Regions from separate parts of the Danio rerio genome. Here region 1 is linked to region 2. Evidence: chromatin contacts called from public HiChIP or PLAC-seq data. All regions are on one chromosome and are shown on one strand. The core of a region is the stretch at or near the end of the contact, and the rest is flanking DNA. Distances in the headings are between cores, read along the strand shown. Region 1 holds the start of gfra4b (GDNF family receptor alpha 4b). Region 2 holds the start of si:ch211-107m4.1.

Region 1 (4,186 bases), core at 438-2,937, 97 kb before region 2:
GGGTAATATGAAATGATGATTGATTGCTTGAAAGGACAAACCAGAAGGTAAAAATAACCTAAATGTTATACAAATAAAATCAAATTGATTAAACTAAATAGAAAATTGACTGTATAACTGCCGTTGAAAACAGAATACAAACTCTTAAATCACTGCCAGTCAATTTGTTATCCTATGAGCAAATGATCAGTAACCAGACTTTCTGCTCTTTCACTGCATCCATTCTGACAAAAAGCAGCTATTTTGGATAAGGAGAGATGGCTAAAGTGTTCACACTGGTGTATTAATGCACAGTAATGTAATGTTTTGAAATGTATGAATGAAAATGATGTTTCCAGGCTATTGATTTGCTTCTTGTGGTTTCATTTCATTTTCACAAAGCTTTCATCTGTGGATCCATTTTTCCAAACATGCAAATGCCCTTGTTATGATGCCACGCATACTGTATGTACATCCTTGAATTCAAAAACAACACACAGGCACACACTCATTTAATACACAAGCTACCTGAAAATCTAATTAAATTAGCAGCAAAGCAGAGACATCCTTCGCACAAATCCAATCTGCTAAAACACACAGCCAATTCAATCAACTGAGGCTGCAAATTTCAGGACTACTGACAACACACTGCATCCTTTATATAGGGACAGAGTTTACATTTTAATATTCTGTTGGATGTGACCCTGCATTAACAAAAATCACTGCTAACTACTCTAAGGTCATCAAGCAGACTGAACGCACTAGTCACATCATGTTCATCAGGATATGAATTTTATATACATTGAAATTATGTTGTAAAATAATACACAGACACACAGAGACACGCAGAATTACCATCTCTATTCAAAGGGGTCTACATAAAAACGTTGTTTTGTACAGCTTGACATTACTTTTTTACTTATTATTATAATTTATGCAATTAAAGTCTTAGTTTTATTACAGTGAATTAACATAGCCCTCTTATCAAGTGTAATTTTTGACATAGAACAAATGCAAATGAAGCTGTAACCTTTTACACCCGAGTAAACACCTCATTAACTGACTAATAACGAAAAACACATGTGCCCATAAAACCAACAGCGAATCAATCAAGTTATCGTTCGACTCATTCTCACGAATCTCTTTAAAAATTCCGCTACTACAGAACGCCTGTGGTGAAAGAAAGAGCACACCAATAAAGAAAAGATAATTAAAGAATCTCTCAGCTTTGTTTCAGCTCAGAACTTTGATGTGGGCGAGTATTGAAGATGAAAAGCGCATGCAGCACATCACCTACCGGCAAAGCTGAGATGAAGCAGGTAGATTCCCATAAGATCCATTTCTGCGCGCGTCTGAAGAGAACTGATATGAAATGTCGCCAAACTGTCGCTTTTATATTCTGAGGTTACCGACAGACGAAAGCAGTCCTGTTTTCAGCGCGGCACATAGCAGTTCGGCATGTTAAAGAGTCTTAAAATGGTCAAATGAGAGATGGACGTCCACTGAAACACGGAGGGCAGCCGCGCGCGCGCCGCACCGCCAAGTGTCAAACTGTCAATCAAAGCTTCAGATAAAGATGCAAATTAAATTAAAGCGCTAATGAAAGTTGTCCACCTGCTCCATTATCTCGTATTGACATTTGTTCTCTTTAAGGGCAAGAACACGAGTGAATGAAGAGTCAGATTTCACTGAGTGAAGATCAAACTCTGAGCAGAGATCGAGAGTGAGAGAGAAAGAGAGCGAGCCGAGCTGTGTCTCAAAGAGAGAGATAGAGCTTGCTGAGCTGTGTCTCAAAACCCAGTGTGCTGCCTATATAGATGGCACCAAATGAGTACAATTTATATGAGGGGACAGAAAAATATGTCAATGCACGGGTGACTTACGACAGCCAGTAGCGATCAGATGTCTGTCTGCTTCAAACCTTCTCCTTGATTATGTCCTGTAACTGTGTATTTTAATGAAATAAAATGACAAAATTGTGATTAAAAAAAAAAACTAATTAAAAGTGAATCTGGGTTAATTAATGTGTCGTTTTTTTTTTTTGTTTTTTGTTTTTTAAGATCATCAGAAAAAATCATCCAATTAAGGCACTCGAAAAGTAAGTGAAAAAGTGAAAAAAAAATGCTGATAAACACTTTTCAATGAAATTTGTTTTCTGTGTCTATTAGATGCATTCAGTATTGTATACAATATGCTGTCACTATTGCGGTCCAGTGAAATACTTCTGTTTTTTTGTTTTTTGTAGACTTTCACCATTTGTAATGCATTCAATTCAATTCATTTTTATTACTATAGCAGTTTTACAATATAGATTGTGTCAAAGCAGCTTAACATAGAAGTTCTAGTAAATGTGTTAGTCCAGTTTTCAGTTGAATGTTGTGGTATAATTTTCACTGCTGAAAGCCTAAACACTCATGAGTAAATCTATCGATATGCAGCTCTACAAGTCACAAACCAAGCAAGCCAGTGGCAACAGTGGCGAGGAACAAACTTCACCAATTGACAAAAGTGAAGGGGGAAAAAATCTTGAGAAAAACCAGTCTCAATTGGGCACAAACATTTCTTTTCTGGCCAAACTTCTTGTGCAAAGCTGCAGTCTAGGCGCCAGAGGCCAGAGACAGTAATTTTTACATTCAGAACAGCTTTTTCTGTTTTAGAAAACAATTAGTTTATTTTTCAACGCAAACCATGTGTATTATTGGTAACTTTTTAATAATTAAATGACTAATTATACTGGTATTAGTTGATATTTAAAATAAAAAGGCTGTTTTTTTTTGTTTTTTTTATTTCTGTTGAATTTCTAAATTATTGTTGCTCAAGAAGGCATCACATTGACGCAGTTGGTAGCAAGGTTGCCTCACAGCAAGAAGGTCTCTGGTTCGAGCTCCGGCTGGGTCAGTTGGCATTATGCATGTTTTCTCCTTGTTTGCGTGGGTTTCATCCGGGTGGTTTTCCCCACAGTCCAAAGACATGTGGTGCAGGTCAATTGAATAAGCTAAATTGTCTGTAGTGTATATGTGAGAATGCAAAATTGTAAGAGTGTTTCCCAATGCTGGGTTGCAGCTGGAAAGGCATCCACTGCGTAAACCATATATTGGATAAGTTGGCGGTTCATTCTGCTGTGGCGACCCCTGATTAATAAAGGGACTAAGCAAAATATGCATGAATGAATGTTGCTCAAAAACAGTCCACGTTTATGGAACCTATACTTCTGAACAAACATAAATATCACTCTGAAAAGTTTTCAGACTAAATAAATTCATTTTACTTGCATAAACTTTTACCTTCTTATGATAAAATCATTGATCTCATGCTGCAATAGTTTGTCAATAGGCATACATATTTATGTTAATCAACAAAGTTTATTCCCAAAAGAGTATGTGTGAGCTAAGAATAAGCTAGGAACATTTTGCAAAGTTTTATGATAATATAACATTATAGATAACTTGGCAATAAACGTTTGGCACCTAATAGTAGGAAAATAATCCAAACAGAAACATGCAAATTTATTTTTGTATTTTGAGGCCTTTAAATGCAAATTATATTCCCTTAAAATATAAAATAAAATTATATTCCCTTACTAAATGTTACATAAATGGATAAAATATATATTTCCTTTGGTTCAATGCATTATGAGGGTTAAAGTGACCAACTTATCTATCTTTTTTTTTCCAGAGAGAACCAGGATGAAAACCTCTATCGACTGACCACAAATGTAAATATATATAATGGACTGGGAAAAGCACCTATAAGGAGGGTAGAGCCCTGCTTCATATTGGCAATCAAAGTGCACCTTAGAGATCTGCTAACCTTCTTGCCAAGGCTGTGGTGCTACAACACAAGCCATGGCCTTCATCTTAATGAATGCATACTAGTGCAACCAGGCACTGTAGAGCTCATTAAAATAGTCAATTATGCCTCATAATCACATTGTATTGCATTCTATCCGTCTACGGTATGTCATTATTACATGCTACACTGTTTTTGTTTTTATGCTAACTAATGTAGGCAATATCAGTCAATTAAGAGTTTAGGCTTTTTGTAAATAAATTTGAAAAGTGCCTATGTAGATCTAAATTACAGCACATAGTTCGTCTTTAAAATGACCTGAGCCATTAATATCCACTTCAGCAGCAATCGCATACATACCAAACTGCACAGCAAATTCATCTGAGTTAATTTCTCGGTGTTGATGCATTTCAGAGTA
Region 2 (4,587 bases), core at 1,925-4,424:
TTTATTCTCATTCTGGGAGTGATTATCCGTGCTGCCTGCTGTAAACGTAAATGGTGCGTTAAAGACTGCTTGATAAAAAATATATATAGTCTATTGTGCTATTGAAAGGCGGAGCAAACAAGTTCAATTCGTGAATGAATCGTTCATCCGAGTCGAATCATTTTATTGGTATGCTTTTTAGAACAAGCATCAAAGACGTACAGGAAAAGCATCTATGTAAAAGTAAATGTTTTAAATGTGTTATATGGGATTCTGTATATTTTAGTTTTTATTATTTTAAATGATTACACTTCTTTCAACTCGCTATACTTTATTTATTTATTTTATTTATTTATTTTGTTTATTTATTTATTTTGTTTATTTATTTATGTATTTATTTATTTATTTAGTTAGTTAGTTAGTTAGTTAGTTAGTTAGTTAGTTAGTTAGTTAGTTAGTTAGTTAGTTAGTTAGTTAGTTAGTACGTTTATTTGATTTGATTTGTATTTGTTAGTGTCAAATGTTGGTGTTATTTATTTTCATTTAATTTTAATTTTAGTTTCTTGTAATGATGATTTTGTTAGTATTACATTACATTATTTTAATCCAGCTAATTACAAAATTGTTGTTTTTTATTTCTTTATTTTGATCTAATGCTTTTTTAAACCAATCAATCTTTGAACCAATTATTTATTATTTTAGATTTAATGTGATATTTTTTGTTGATTTTTCTCCCCTTCCCAATGATTAAAACAAAAGCTCTGATTCAAGTCACATACCATTATGAAAATTGTTCATTATATAAGTGAGTGCATGCATATTTTTTGCATGTTTTGGGGTATTGATTATAGTTAAAAGTACTACAAATACCTTGTTCAGCTGTAGTTTCTAACAATAAACACAAATATCAGGCCCGTAGGCAAGCTGAATGTGCTGGCTAGTTTGTTATTTGCCTAATAAATGACAATTCATTTTAAAAAATTTAACAGATTCCTATTTTTTTCTAATGATATATGATGTGATAAATTTGTACTGAAGAATAAGTAGGCTATTGTTTTCATGTTTCTTTATTCTGAATCTTTAGGAAATGTTTTTCATTCAGCAAAATGTGTGGTTATGATGACCATCTGACAAGCTAATCCAGCAAAAAAAATAGTGCTTAAAATGTCACTAAAATGCAGTATTTAAAGCTTTTAATTAAACAGAAAATGAGCCCAATAACTGCAGAAAAGTCCACTTTTTGAGAAAAAGGCTACCCCTTTCACCAGGCTGACTACGAGCCTGAATATGTTGAATCATTAAAATGTTCTCACTTACATCACTACTTATAACTAATATATAGATGCAAATAAAACATATTAGATGAGCTTATCTTTGGACTTTTATGAAAAAAAGGGAAAAATATATATTTATAAACAATTTCAAGTTTCATTAGTGTTGTTGCAGTTTGAGGGAACTAATGTTCATTTTATTTAAGAATTTTTAAAAAGTTTCACTAACTCACTATCGTTCATCTCCCTGATTATTCTGGTGTCACTACAGTGGAATGAACCACCACATATGTTTGCATATGTTTTATCAGGCGGATGCCGTTCCAACCATGACCCATCACTCTCTCACCCACACACACAGACACACAATACGGCCAATTTAGTTTATTCAACTCACCTATATTAAATAGGTGATACATAGGTGTAAATACTACTGTACATATCTTTGGATTGTAGGGGAAAACCAGAACACTCAGAAACACACATATTTGTTTTTGTGAAAAGTGGGTACATTAGGTTTCCATTCATTTTATACTGTCTAACCGTAAATTGTATTGCCCTCACCCCACCCTACCCCTAAACCCAACCATCATCACAGACTGTGTACAGCTTTACTCTCTAAAATAATTGTAATATTCTTTATGATTTAAAAGTTTTTTGAGAAATGAGGACATCATGTCCTCATATTTCATCTGCTTTTTGTAATACCTGTGTTATGCCCATGTCATTATACAGATTTGTGTCCTGACATGTCACAAAAACACATACACACAAGCCCACATAGCCCTCCTGGTCCAGCTAGGACTTGAACCTGCATGTGGCCTTCTCTTTGTGAGGTGAGAGTGCTAACCACTGAGCCACTGTGCCACCTAAATAATTAATCTTAACTAATTGGAAGCATGTTTATTAATATTGAACAAAGTTTTTTTTTCTATGTTCTGCAGATTATAGTTCTCAGAAACAAAGTTATAATCTGCAAATATCTGTGTCGCCAGGTAACACTTCTCAAAAAATCAGAAATCCTCATTATTGCCCAACAAAATTACAAGCAAATTGCCTGAAATCAAAGACAAATTGAGGTTTGTCACACCAAACTTAAAGACATGATCAGAGATGATTACCAATGTGTTAAAATCAGTTGAAATAAACACAAATATATCCAGATACACCATTAAAATATTTTTCGACACTAATATTTTTTCAAGAGAATCTTTTTTTTTTAACTCAATGCCACAAGAATGAGAGGTATTACATTTCACAGCTTCTGAAAGAGTGATATATATATATATATATATATATATATATATATATATATATATATATATATATATATATATATATATATATATATATATATATTAAATTATATATATATATATATATATATATATATATATATATATATATATTAACATTACATTTACATTAAAATAAATGTTTTCATAGCATTACATGTTTTCAGTGCTTTTTTTGTTTTGTGATTGTTCTAAAAGATTTACATATTGTTTAAAATCATTCACAAAATGGGTTAAGTTTGGTTTACATTGAGGCCACTTTTTCTTATGGTTATAGAATTTTCCTAACAGCATAAACAAATGAAAAATATATTGTCCTTTACAGTTCAAGTTCTCATTATCAGAATAAAACACATCAAATAAACCAATTTCTATCTTAATCTCCATTTTTTTGTTAATAAACAATTCCAAATCTTTCCAAATATTCTTGAGTAAATACAGTGAAAAAAGATGTAAAATGTCTCTTTTTCTTAACCACAAAATTCAAACATATATGAAATATTGAGTTTAAATCTTTCCAAAACATGTTTAGCTTGTTCAAGAGAATCGATTCACAAATATGAATCTCGCTTACGTCACCGCTGGTAACCAATCAACGATTATCTCTCTCAGCAGCCAATCAGCTCTCAGTCAACGCTCTTGAATCCTCTACAGCGGGTTGTTGTGTATGTTTTGGTAACGTTAGTTGAGGAAGAAAATTCCCAAAAAGTTTTAAGAGTAAAGCTTAACTCGGCGACCTTTTCCTTACAATTGGATCCCATATGTGTTAGTTTTTAAGTCTTAATGTGTAACTGACAATTATTTTTAAAAATGCTGCGGGAGGAAGTGAAAAAGCTGAAAGTGACGGAGTTGCGGGCCATGTTGAAAGAGCGAGGACTTGAAGCGAAGGGCCTGAAGGCCGAGCTTGTGGTTCGGCTAATCTCTGCGATTGAAGCTGAAAATGAACCCGTCAAACGTGGAGATACAGTGGAAAATGTGTGTGAAGAGACTATCACAGAACCTCCAGAAGATTCGTCAGCGTTTCTCTCTGATGAACATAAGCCGTGTGTTAGGACGCAGTCTCCAGTGTGCGCTAGTTCTTCAAACACCAGCATGAAAGATTTTGCTGATCAAAGTACACAGACTGAACCACAGCAGCTCTGTTCATGTCGCCTCATCGATGCTAGTGCCATCGCAGAGCCGCTGACCACGAGTACTTTACAGGCTATTGAGAAGAGGTTACAGCAGACTAACGTTGATCCACAGCCGTCAGTCCTGAGAGACGCTGAAGAAAATGCATTGTCAGGAGGCTCATTATCAGCCTTGGGTATTTCTAAAGAACCACAGGAGCAAGAACAGGGTAAGTCTCAGACCTCTGTTAAAAACTAATCATTATATTGAAAAGAAATGTTGATGATGCTGTCTGTTTCTTGCAGAGCTCTATAATCCGTCAGATGGACATGAGACCGTGGACTCCACACCAGAGGATAGCAGAGAACCGGAGAAGCCTTATGAGGAGAGGGGGAGAGATTATTATGAGTTCAAAGAGGACATTCTTTACAATAGGTACTGATATTGTTATGTAGACATTGCAATAATTGGTAGTTAAAGAGCCCCTCTTATGCATTAAAAAGGGTCGTATTTCTGGTTTGGGGGTCTCCAACCGGCTGATATGCATGCAAGGTCAAAAAACCCTTTAATTGTCTTATAATATGCATTCATTTTTACCTAATTATCCCAGCCACTCCCATATGATTCATTCATCGTTTCATTTGTTCTCAAACCCCTCCTTAGTGCGAAGCTAATCTGCACTGATTGGCCCGATGACAGTCTGTTGACTGTCATATTTTCTTACTCCAATTGGTCGACATCGTTCAGCACGAGACAGAGAGATGCACTCTTTAAGGCTTATCAACAATTTTGAAGTAGTCTGAGTGCAGTGTATGTGTGAGCATACCTGCCAACACTCCCATTTTTCCCAGGGGTCTCCCGCATTTCAGACCCATCTCCTGCCTGCCATACTCCCGTTTTGTTATTTCTCCCGGAAAACTTCCGTAATTTCA

Evidence for each region. HiChIP or PLAC-seq counts read pairs in DNA pulled down with a chosen protein or histone mark.
Region 1: a contact with region 2 is called in an H3K4me3 HiChIP or PLAC-seq map of gastrula embryo, with 3 times the contacts expected there. The contact joins the promoter of gfra4b here to the promoter of si:ch211-107m4.1 in region 2. A contact is called at or near these places in 2 of 4 datasets of contacts at active chromatin or transcription factors (embryo and gastrula embryo).

Annotation. Positions count from the first base shown.
Region 1 is chr14:26,879,908-26,884,093 of GRCz12tu, reverse strand. It overlaps gfra4b (GDNF family receptor alpha 4b), which reads right to left and starts at 1,687. Exons shown (of 8, transcript XM_688916.9): 1 at 1,277-1,687. The coding sequence starts at 1,319. It also overlaps a transcript of atp7a not described here.
Region 2 is chr14:26,783,862-26,788,448 of GRCz12tu, reverse strand. si:ch211-107m4.1 reads left to right here and starts at 3,174. Exons shown (of 15, transcript XM_692655.11): 1 at 3,174-3,884; 2 at 3,961-4,090. The coding sequence starts at 3,356. smyd5 (SMYD family member 5) reads right to left here and starts at 56. Exons shown (of 13, transcript NM_001004614.2): 1 at 1-56. It also overlaps a transcript of atp7a not described here.